Regions from separate parts of the Sus scrofa genome. Here all the other regions are linked to region 3. A link is a contact called in public Hi-C and HiChIP or PLAC-seq data. All regions are on one chromosome and are shown on one strand. The core of a region is the stretch at or near the end of the contact, and the rest is flanking DNA. Distances in the headings are between cores, read along the strand shown. Region 1 holds the start of MFN2 (mitofusin-2). Region 2 holds the start of MIIP (migration and invasion inhibitory protein). Region 3 holds the start of MTHFR (methylenetetrahydrofolate reductase).

The links. Hi-C and Micro-C count contacts between places; a contact is called where the count stands out from the background. HiChIP or PLAC-seq counts read pairs in DNA pulled down with a chosen protein or histone mark.
Region 1: an H3K27ac HiChIP or PLAC-seq map of alveolar macrophages shows a contact between it and region 3. The contact joins the promoter of MFN2 here to the promoter of MTHFR in region 3. A contact is called at or near these places in 2 of 47 Hi-C or Micro-C datasets (heart right ventricle and skeletal muscle) and 1 of 2 datasets of contacts at active chromatin or transcription factors (alveolar macrophages).
Region 2: a contact with region 3 is called in a Hi-C map of liver, with 4 times the contacts expected there. The contact joins the promoter of MIIP here to the promoter of MTHFR in region 3. A contact is called at or near these places in 2 of 47 Hi-C or Micro-C datasets (heart right ventricle and liver) and 1 of 2 datasets of contacts at active chromatin or transcription factors (alveolar macrophages).

What each region holds. Positions count from the first base shown.
Region 1 is chr6:72,024,952-72,028,674 of Sscrofa11.1, reverse strand. It overlaps MFN2 (mitofusin-2), which reads right to left and starts at 2,163. Exons shown (of 19, transcript XM_021095349.1): 1 at 1,904-2,163; 2 at 561-693.
Region 2 is chr6:72,062,694-72,066,308 of Sscrofa11.1, reverse strand. It overlaps MIIP (migration and invasion inhibitory protein), which reads right to left and starts at 1,611. Exons shown (of 10, transcript NM_001244704.1): 1 at 1,431-1,611.
Region 3 is chr6:71,879,262-71,883,416 of Sscrofa11.1, reverse strand. It overlaps MTHFR (methylenetetrahydrofolate reductase), which reads left to right and starts at 1,299. Exons shown (of 12, transcript XM_003127574.4): 1 at 1,299-2,263. CLCN6 (chloride transport protein 6) reads right to left here and starts at 1,505. Exons shown (of 24, transcript XM_005664997.3): 1 at 1,287-1,505; 2 at 166-225. The coding sequence starts at 1,373.

The sequences.
Region 1 (3,723 bases), core at 914-3,413, 140 kb before region 3:
GTTAAGGAGGATTAGGTGCCTTGGGCATAGGGACAGCAGTAGCAAAATTCACTGCAAGGTGTGTTTGGATCCCAAGCACAGTTCCTGAATCCACACCCACCTCCTTACCCAGTTTCATGCACAGCAACTCCTAGCAGGGAAAATAAAATGGATCCACAGATCGTCTGCTGGCACAACTGGAACAGAGGAGAAGCTGAGAAATTAAAACAAGAGAGTATACAGGGTAAAGGGGCAGGGCAGACTCTTAGAAGAGCTGTGATAAGGCACCAAAGAGCCAACTTCCACTGGACAGCAAGAGAAGGAGGATCCAGCAGCAGAGACCAAACAAGGGAGCCAGAGATCCCAGCCACTTTCTAAACTGTCAACTTTTAAATGGGCTCTCTCAGCAACTAGTGAAATCCTCCATGGAAGTTGAAAGGAGATGTGGCTTTTTTCCAACACAGGTTAGAAAACTCCGGATCTGTGCAAAGATGACCCCATCTGAGACTTGCCGCTGAATCAGAGCACCCCCTTTCCACTCCACCCAGAGCAGCATGCCAGATGTCACACCCACCACTTACTTTTTGGATGGTGAGAGAACTTCACAGGGTAGGCATCATGGACGCGGCTAGAGTCAAAAAGACGAAAAGAATTTGAGTTCTCCTCTGTCCTATCTCACGTTGAGGTTGGCTGCTGATTGCGTTGACTCCAATTCTGACTTGTTGGAAAAGAAAAGGTACAGGTCAACAGGCAGCAAAAAAGAAAAAAAACAAAAACTAAAAACTGGTGCCAAACAAGTCTAACCAAGTTGAAAAGCCAAGCAAACTCATCCCCGAGGGAAGCTTACTCATTGAGGCACTGGCGTGGTATGTGAGGAAGTTCCCTGAGGAAAAACACAACACGCAGGTGTGGGGCCAAGCCTAGGTGTGCACAAACACGTGTTCAGCCATGTGCTGGGGAGAAGCAGGGACCCTGGCAAAGGCACAGCCAGAGGCGCGAGGAGTGGGCAGAACAAGGACAGGGACTGGGCTGAGGACTGTGGAATGGAGGACTAGAGATGGGAGGGTGGAGTTGAGACACAGAAGTGCAACTTATTGAAAGCCTCCACCTGCCAGATGCTGTAAAATGTCTTAATTCTCAATTCTGTGGTGCAAAGAGTTATGCTAGTTAAGTGGCCAAGCTGCAACTGAGATACTCCCTCCTGGTGACTGCAAAGCTCCCTTGCTTTCTATTAGGTGCATCTGTCTCACCCCACCCTTGGAGAGGGAAAGGGTGACAGAGCCCCTAATGGGAGGAGGAAAAGAGAGAAAATAAAGGAATTAAAGGAACAGGGCAACACAGACTTACAATAGAGGGGAATGGCAGTTTTGGCCTCATGATCCAAGCAGCTAATTATTCGGCATCTTCTGTCTGCCTTGCGTCTGTGTGTGTTTGTGCCAGGCATTAAAGTTAGGGATGGATAAAAAAACAGTCCCTGCCTTCAAACGGAGCTTACCGTTCATTTAGAAGCCAAACAAGTAAAGAGACGACTGTGCGAGAGCAATAAGTGCCCAAATTTGGGGAAGTCGGAGCAGGGCACCTACAGTGATGAACGTGGGCACCTATCATGCGCTGAATACGTGCCGGCAAATACAGAGAACTGGATGAGAAATGGGGAAAGGGTTGGGGTGGAATGCGGCGGTGAAGAGTGAGCAAGCAAAGGGTGACAAGTAGCCTCAGGGATTCCCCCCCCCCAGTCCAGCGTCCCGCCCCCTCCTCTCTGGGCCGCGGAGAGCCCGGCGGCGAGGCTGGAGCGTGGGGGCGCCTGCCAGCCCGGATTCGGAGCCCCCGGGAACCTGGTGTCCCACTGGCGCACGCCAGGCTACTCAAGACTCGCCGGGCTGGGCTGGCCCCGGCCCACCGCCCAGTGTGCTCGCCCTCTCACCTTCACCTTCCCGGCCTCCTGTCAGCCATCATACCCCCGACGTCACCAACAAGCGCCACCCCGGGGACAGGCGGGAGGAGAAGGGCGCGCGAGTCACCAGCCGCCTCAGGTTCGCCGTTCTGACCTCGGTGAGTCCGGGGACTCTGAGCTCAGCGTGTTCGACCCTACTAGTTCCTATGGGTCAGGGGGTCCTCTGGCTCAGCGCCTGGAGAAGCATCTCAACTCGTTTATTCACCGCCCTGGCGTCCCAAACCGATGACGCACACGCGAGGACACGCGCTGCATCATGGGGGCTGTAGTTCCGCTGGGCGCCGATCAGGGGCTGGGGTGGGCGGGGCCTCGAGCTGTCAAGGGGAACAGAAACCAAGGGCCTGCATTAGATGTTCCCGCTCTTTCGTTTGTTGCTCTAGAGTTTTACCCTAAGGCTTCTGCCAGCTCTGGAATCCAGCTTGCGCTTGGTAATTTTAGAAAAGAGCTCCCAAGAGAAAGACAGAGAGTAAGCCTTGGCCTGCCGCCCTTCAGTTGACTTTGAGGAAGTAAGAACAGCAACCATCCCTGAGCAGGAGAACCTAACATACTTCACGTGAACCTTCACAATAGTACCAGTTGGCTCAGAGGGGAGATGATTCCAGCTCACATATGGCAGATCACTGGGAGCCTTATTATGTGCCGGGCACTGGGATACAGCAGTAAACAGTCTCTTGATGGCCTCAGGGACAGCGGGGGAGGCTCTAAGCCTGCGCTGTCCAGACTGGTAGCCACCCAGCCACGTGTTGCTATGAAATCCTGAAATGTGGCCAGTGCAAACTGAGATGTGCTGGAAGGCTGGAAGGCTTGGTAGGAAAAAGAATGTAAACTATCTCACTGATATTTGTGTATTGATTACATGTATAATAATAATATTTTGGATAAATTGGGTTAAATAAAATATGCTGCTAAAATTAAGTTCTCCAGTTTCTTTTTACTGTTGAGAATGTGGCTACTAAAAAATCTAAAGCCACACAAGTGGCTTGCTGTGATATCGTGGGTTTTTAAAAAATATTTTATTTTATTTATTTTTATTGTATTGTATTTATTTTATTTTTGCTTTTTAGGGCTGCACCTGTGGCATATGGAAGTTCCCAGGCTAGGGGTCGAATCGGAGCAACAGCTGCCGGCCTACACCACAGCCATAGCAACACTGGATCCGAGCCGCATCTGCGACCTACACCACAGCTCACAGCAACACCGATTCCTTAACCCACTGAGCAGGGCCAAAGATTGAACCCATGTCCACATGGATACTAGTCGGGTTTGTTTTTGCTGATCCACAACAGGAACTCCGATATTGTGGTTTATAATAAGCATTATAGGAGTTTCCATTGTGGCTCAGTGGCTTAAGAACTTGACTAGTATCCATCCATGAGGGAGCGGGTTTGATCCCTGGCCCCACTCAGTGGGTTAAGGATCTGGCATTGTCACGAGCTGTGGCAGAGGTCAAAGATACAGCTCAGATCAGGTATTGCTGTGGCTGTGGCATAGGCAGGCAGCTGTAGCTCTAATTCAACCCTTAGCCTGGGAACTTCCATAAGCTGCAGGTGCAGCCCTAAAAAGGGAAGAACAAATTATATATTTGGTCTCCTTCCCCTGTTCATGATGCAGAACTCCTAAAGCCCTGGTTTACCCACATAAGAGCCATAAGGGCATCTTTTGCTATAATGTTTAGTTTGCCCTCAGTTTCCAAAATAGCTTCAGAGCCATTCAGAATTGAAATGAGGAGTTCCCTGTGGCACAGCAGGTTAAGGATCTGGTGTTGTTACTGCAGCATCTCAGGTTACTGC
Region 2 (3,615 bases), core at 362-2,861, 180 kb before region 3:
GTGTTTGTTTGTTTGTTTGTGGCTGTGCCCGAGGCATGGGGAAGTTCCCATGCCAGGGATGGAACCTGCGCCACAGCAGTGATCTGAGCCACAGCTGTGATAATACCAGATCCTTTAACTACCAGGCCACCAGGGAACTCCCATAACTAGTTATCTAAGACAATTAGGGCAAGCCCACAAATGTAAATAAAGCATTAAAGCTTTTTCTTTTTTTTTCTTTTTTAGCCACTTCCCAGCCTATGGAAGCTACCCAGCCAAGGATCAGATCTAAGACACAGTTGCGACCTACAATGAAGCTGGGGCAACACTGGATCCTTTAACCCCTGTGCCGAGTGGAGGATCAAACCTGTGTCCTGGTGGTGCAGAGACGCCTCAGATCCCGTTGCACCAAAGAAGGAACTCCAAGCATTATAACTTTTGGATTTAACACAAATCAGACTTCAGAAGGGACTCTTTCCTCTCTCCTACCCTGCTTTCTTCTTCCTTTTTTTTTTTTTTTTTTTTTTTTTTTGCATTTTTAGGGCCGTACCTGCGGCATATGGAGGTTCCCAGGCTAGGGGTCGAATCAGAGCTGTAGCTGCCGGCCTACACCACAACCACAGCAATACAGGATCCAAGCCATGTCTTCAACCTACACCACAGCTCACAGAAACGTGGGATCCTTAACCCACTGAGCAAGGCCAGAGATTGAACCTAAGTCCTCATGGATGCTAGTCAGATTCATTTCCACTGAGCCATGACGGGAACTCCCTCCTTTTATTTTTACAAATGAAGAAACCAAAGTTCAGAGGAGTTAAGCAATTTGGCCCAAGTCACACAGCTAGTAAGTGCCAAAGTCAGATTTTGAATCCAAATCTGGCTCCAGCCTTTCTTTCCCCAGGAGTGTGGAAGCTGCCTCCCCCCTCACCCCATCCAGGCTCAGGGATACACCCTAATCCGGAAAAGATTTCTGCAAGCTAGGGGAAGGGGCTTCCTCTTCCCTCTGAGCCTCAAGCCCAGACTCCTCCAACCAGAAACCCAGTCTCCCCCCAGTACACGTTATTCCTTTCTAACACTGGATTCAGTCAGATCCCCTACTCTCAGAAACCAGCCCTGCCCGGAGCAGAGAAGCCAGACTACACTGGACCCGCCCCCACCTATACCCGTGCAGTTAAGTGGGGGGCAGTGGAGATTCGAGGAGACCACTCCGCCGGAGTGCAGACAAGGGGAGCAAACAGCCTGATTCCCAGGACCAGGAGTCCCGGCCCCCACCCTTATCTGACCAAGTGTTTCTGGGCTAGACCTATACTCAAGGGTCTCCGTTTTCGCACGGGGTTAAAGAGAACAGCCTATCTGCCCTCCTCCAGCTCCGGCCGCGTTCTGGAGAGCTAAAGCTGTGCCACCGCAACCGGAAGGCCACATTCAAAAGGAAAACCGGGCAGCAAGAGTACCAGAGGTGGTGCCGGAGAACTCAGGAGCGGGACACTGGGAAGAGGGAGACAGCCTCCCTCTTCTTTCCCATCGCGGGCCCCGGCCCCTCCATGAGGACGAACGGAGGGCAACCAACTGAGCCGTTCCTCCGCATCCCTGACCCTGCCGCCCCGGCACTCACCGCCAGGAAACGCGGGCAACGCCCAGCCAGTAGCAGCCAGCGCGGCCGGGAGCTGTGCCCCGCCCACCCCATGCGTCACCGGCCGGGGCGGGGCCCTATCTGGCCTCCCTGATTGGTCAGATGCGGGAAGGCGGGACGCTCCCGCGAATGTAACTTCGCCTTCAGAAGCAGCAGTTTCAACATTGGGGCGGGGATAACAACGGAGCTCAACAGCTAATTGGTCGACTTCCTAGGTCGGGTACAAGCGATCGAAGGTCAGAATGGGGCGGGCCCCTGGGGAGGCGAGCTCCCATTGGTCAGGACTAGGCCGCGGGCTAGTTGGTGTTCAGTGGCGGCAGTTTCAGAGTCTGGATCTGTCTGCGTTCCAGAGCCAAACGATGCAACTCCGAGCGGGAGGGTAGGCGGCGGCTAGAGACGCATGATTTCCATACTTTCTTTCGAATGTTTGTGCCTATTTTGTGCCAAGGGGCACTGCACTAAACACCGGGATGAGGTCCTTGCCTGGAGCATGGCGAGTGGAGACAGTGGGTAAGATATGAACACGGATAACTTAAGACTCAGTCTGTAAAATATGGGCAAGTTTATAGGGAATGCCTACTTTTCACCAGGTATTGTCCATATCCCAGTGCATGCCAGCCTCATAAATGTGCTTTAAGGTGGGCATTATTGGGACTTCCCGTCGTGGCTCAGTGGTTAACGAATCCGACTAGGAACCATGAGGTTTCAGGTTCGATCCCTGACCTCGCTCAGTGGGTTAAGGATCCGGCGTTGCCCTGAGCTGTGGTGTCGGCCGCAGACGCGGTTCGGATCCTGTGTTGCTGTGGCCCTAGCCTGGGAACCTCCATATGCCGCGAGAAGCGGCCCTAGAAAAGGCAAAAAGACCAAAAAAAAAAAGACAAATAAATTTAAATTGACCGTATGACCCAGCAATTACATTGCTAGCTATCTACACAAGAGAAATGAAAATGTGTCCACACAATGACTTGTACAAGAATGTTCCTGGCAGCATTATTCCTAATAGCCACAAAAAAGGAGAAATAACCCAAATGTCCATCAACTCATAAATGGACAAACTAAAAAAGCTATCCAGACAGTGGAAACTACTTGGCAAGAAAAAGGACTGGAATACTGACCCAGGCTACCACGTGGATGAGCCTCAAACATTACACTAAGTGAAAGAAGCCATACATACTAAAAAAACATATTAAATGATTCTTGTTACGTGAAATGTCCAGAAAAGACAAACCTTTTTTTTTTTTTTTTTTTGTCTTTTTGCCTTTTCTAGGGCCGCTCCCACAGCATGTGGAGGTTCCCAGGCTAGGGGTCCAATCGGAGCTGTAGCTACCGGCCTACACCACAGCCACAGCAACGTGGGACCCAAGCCGCATCTGCAACCTACACCACAGCTCATGGCATTGCCAGATCCTTAACCCACTGAGCGAGGTCAGGGATCGAACCCGCCACCTCATTCATGGTTCCTAGTCGGATTCATTAACCACTGAGCCACGACAGGAACTCCAAGGCAAATCTTTAGAGACGTAAAGTAGATTAGCGATTCCCTGAGTATGAGCTGGGAACAGAGAATTACTGCCAATGGACTGAGGGACCGTTCTGGGGTAATGAAGACATCCCAACACGGGACTGTGGGGAGGAGGGCTGCACAGCTTCACAAATTTGCTAAAATGATTGACTTGTACCCTTAAAAAGAGCGAATTTTATGGTATGTAAATTATAACTCGATAAATTTTTTAAGTTAAATGTATATGACCCACTTATTCTACTTTAAGGCATTTATCTCAGGGAAAGAATATTGCCCATATGAAGGCTTATGTATGAATGTTCATAGCAGATATACTGTAAATCCACTTGTCCATCAAGTGGTGAATGGATAAACAAATTGTGACATATCTGTGCAAAGCATACTCTTCAATAATAAAAATGAATAAACTACAGGTACACACACACTATGGATGCATCGCAAAACAGTGATGCTGCGTGGAAAGGAAAGAGGACAAACGGTACCG
Region 3 (4,155 bases), core at 50-2,549:
GGCTTTTTAAACAGTCTCCTTTCCACAAAGAAGTTACCTCTTACCTACTCATCTCCTGGGAGAAAAGGTCAAAGAGCATCTCTGGTTGGAATCCTAATGCTTGGGTCTGAAGTGAGCAGGTCACTCACTACTTTTGGTACCCAAGACAGCATCTAAGAATCTTACCTCATAGTCTTTCCTTGGAAGGATCTCATCCTCCTCTTCCTGTGTTTCTCCAAGGATGGTCTAGAAGAACAGATCCACAGAAGGAAGACCCTCTTAATTTTTTTTTTTTTTTGTCTTTTTGTCTCTTCAGGGCCACACCTGAGGCATATGGAGGTTCCCAGGCTAGGGGCAGAATCGGAGCTGTAGCTGCCGGCCTACATCACAGCCACAGCAAGGCAGGATCCTTAACCCACTGAGTGAGACCAGGGATCGAACCCATGTCCTCATGGACACCAGTCAGGTTCGTTAACCACTGAGCCATGATGGGAACTCCTTAATGGTTTTTAAAGAGGAATGAGGCAAAAAAAAAAAAAAAAATTGGAATGAGGCAGAAATATGTACTGAAATCAACTGCTAGTTTCTAAGTCATCTGAAGTCATTTTCAAATGGGAACTAGACGGAAAAACAACCTTTTGGGATGGGGGTGGAGCGGGTAGGGTTCTACCCATGGGTGGGGATCTACCCTCATCCAACTGAGCTCTTCATCCCTACAGAACATTCTCCAAATAATCACTCGTCTTCAGGACACTTCAGAGATGTCCCTTGCCAGCTTAAGGTGGAAAATATTCAGGTTCCACCTGACAGCATGCCAAGTCTGAAACCAGGAGGGACTTGTCAACTCTGGGGACATAACTCAAGTTTTCCCAGAGTGCTTTGCAGATGGAAGCTGGAATATCAGTGACCCAGAAAAGGTGAGGAAATAGAGAAAGGGCTGGAGAATCTCAGCTGCATGATCTGCACAAACTCCAGCGGAGGAGCTCCTTCTGAAAACGCTTGTTTCATTCAAAACTCCTTTCAGATGGAAATAAAAGCATATGAGGACGGGATGCACTGGTGCAGGCCTGGATTCTCCCTCAGATTCTAGGCAGGGGTTATGATCACACACACACACACACAAAAAAAAAAGCCCAGACTTGTACGCGTGAAGCCCGGCAGATGCTTCCAGAGCCCAGGCTGTTGTCCCCACGCCCCACCCGCTGCCACCTGCGGTCCATGTTCGGCCCGGCCCCACCCCCGGCAACGCCTCTCCCCGGTCCCTTAGCAACCGCCCCCTGCCCAGCCCCGCTCCGCCAGCTCCTCACCAGCTCCTCGGGAGTGCGGGTCTCACGCTCACCACAACAGCAGCACCACCTGCAGCAGCAGCAGAGGGACCCCCTGCACCCCGCCATCTTCCTCCTTTACTGCCACCCTGGACCCCTCTGGCAACCCCCTCCCGCCCAGGATCCGCGCCTCACGTGACTGGCTCCGGGAGTGTCACGTGGCCCTCTCGTGCTTGGGGACGGAGACTGGGAGTGGCTGCAAACGGGTGGGGCGAGGGCTCGCGTCACATGACGGCGGAGGGACGGCTTCCAAAGAGACTTCTGGGCGCGGCCATGCTGGGGGCGGGGCTTCCGGGCGCCTGGGCCGGTGGTTTCCGCCCTCTGCTTGCACCTCCCTTAGCAACCTGACACCTGCGCCGCGCCCCCCACTCGTGCCCCGCCCCCTCCTCCGGCGGGCCCCGCAGCGTCCACGCAGCTGCGGCGGGCACGCTTTCCGAGTCATCCGCGACCAGAGGGTGAGTGACAGCGAGTCGCGGGGTTGCCAGGGAAGGAGACCAAGGAGTTGGGGACCACCCACCCGGGGGCGGGCTCTTGCCTGTGGGCAGCGAGCGATAGCGGCCGGCCCGCCCCCTCCTCGCTCGTCCTCCGAGAGAGTAATGTAATCCTTAATGGCTGCCTCCTGCACGACCCCCAGCAGCGAAGCGAAGACTCACTTTCCTCCCCGGCCTGGTCGGAGGCGGCCCTGAGTCGGGGTGTCCCCGTGCCGGACTGGGCCTGGGCCTTCATTTCTTCACCCCGACCATGAGCCGGTGACCCGGTGAATCGATCCACTGCCCCCGAGCCACCCGGGCGCCAAAGACTCTTCGCCGGTTCCCCGCCGAGCGCCTGGAGAAGAGCGGTGGTCCGCTGGCCCTGTTTCCGGCGTCCACTGCATCGGGCTGCGCACGGGTGCCCACCCGACCTTTCTGGGAGTGGTGGCCTCCGTATTTCCCCACTGCCCCGTGCTCGGCACTGATTAAGTAAGTGCTCAGCAGATGGTAAAGGATTATTCTGAGAACAGAGTGACAGTGCCTGGTGGGTCGGTGCTCAGGAGTGCTGGCTGTTAGTGCCATATGCCAGGCACTGGGATACCATGGACAGAATACCCTGCCCTGGTCTCAGAGAACTGGGAAGAGGGAGCGCAGGCAAACCTGTGAGCCCACAATTGCAGCCCTGGGTGCGATGGGACCCTAGCTTGAAATGGGTAGGTGGTAGCACACAAAAAAGGTTGAAAGAAGGCTAGTGCATGCTAGGAATGAGGTAAGTCCTTATTGAACAAAGAGCAGATAGATAGTTTGTCCATGGCTCTGATTTGTCTGTGGTTCAGCCTCCTTCCCCTTTCTTGGTTTGTTCCAGCAATTAATGAGGCACTCTCTTGAATTCCAGAGAAAGACCAGCCTAGGCTGATCTTGAGGCTCTCCCCTTTCTCATTCTTGACATTAATCCCCATGGAGAAACTGGAGTTTTAGGTCAGAATCAAAATGGGCTTCCCTAGGGATGGAAAGCGTGGTCTGGGCTCAACTCTTTGACTTTTTTTTTTTTTTTTTTTTTTTTTTGGTGGAGCCTGTGGCACGCTGGGCCAGGCATCAAATCTGAGTTGCAGCTGTGACCTACATACACCCCAGCTGTGACAACACCAGGTCCTTAACCTACTTGCTGCAGTGGGAACTCCCTCAACTCCTTGACTTTGGAGGGACCAGTGTGTGTTATGTGCACTTGTTGTGTGTTTTAGGGGAGAGGAGCAATTGATCTTACCTGTTTCTCGAGAGTCTAGGACCCCAAAATGGTTAACAACACTGGCTTAGCAGTGGACATTTCCTGAAAGGCATGAACCTGGCCTGGTTGTCCCTCTAGTGCTCCATGTCCCCATCCCCTGGGTTTTCACTGCTATGTGCTTGCACCTTCCTGTACAAGAGTAGCGTTTCCTTAGAAAGTTTCTGTCTTTATTTTCCCCACCAAACTGCCCAGTGGCACTGTGCCCTCTGTTGGCCTGCCTGTGGTTGCCATGGTTCAGGGCTTCGACTCTGGTGGCTCTGTCGTCACTCTAATTACTTTGACTTCAGTGGTGTGTATAAGAACAGCCTGGAAGGCAGGCACAGACTGGACAGCCTTTGTTCTGAGTTGGACATAAATCCATGCTCTGACTGAACTTGGGTCTGGCTACTTTTGGAACCCAGCCAATGTCAAGTCTAATCCATGGTCTTTTTGGAGAAGCACACACTCAGGAGAAATCTGGCTGCTTTGTCAAACCCCCACCCCTTCCATCCTGTGTACATAGAAACGCACTAGCAGGAGGCGTTTCCGTGGCTGAGCCATTCCTTCTCTGGAGAGTGATCCAGTGCACATCTGTCTGTAGCTCCATCTCCGCCCAAACCCGGCTGCCTCCAGCCCTGCATCCCCCTCCTTCCATCCGCCTTCGACCACTAGAGCCTCAGCCCTCCCGCTGGCCTGGAAGCCCTGCCCCCGCCCCCTTGCACGGGCTCGGCCCAGCTACAGCTCTGAGCTTTTCCTTTGTCACAGCTCCGCCCAGTCGGACACACCCGCTGGGGAAGTTTCCTCGGATTCTTCCCCAGAGGTCTGGGGTCTGAGTCTAAACTAGCAGAAATGGACCGTCCAAAAGCCAAGTGCCTCCCAGCTGGGCAGTGCTGCCCCTCTCTAGGAGTGTGGGCCTTGGAGGCTGGCATCTCGAGGTCCTCTGTGCCACCCGCCATCAGGTAGCGGTCACGGAGGATCCAGGGGCTGAAGGAGTGTGTGTCTGTGCTGGGTGGGGGCAGCCCTATATGGAGTCAGGGAGCCGCGGAGGGCAAAGCTTGGAGCGAGGCTGCGCAGACAACCTTGACGGTGGCTCGTGGAGCCACTGGGTGGGGCCGTT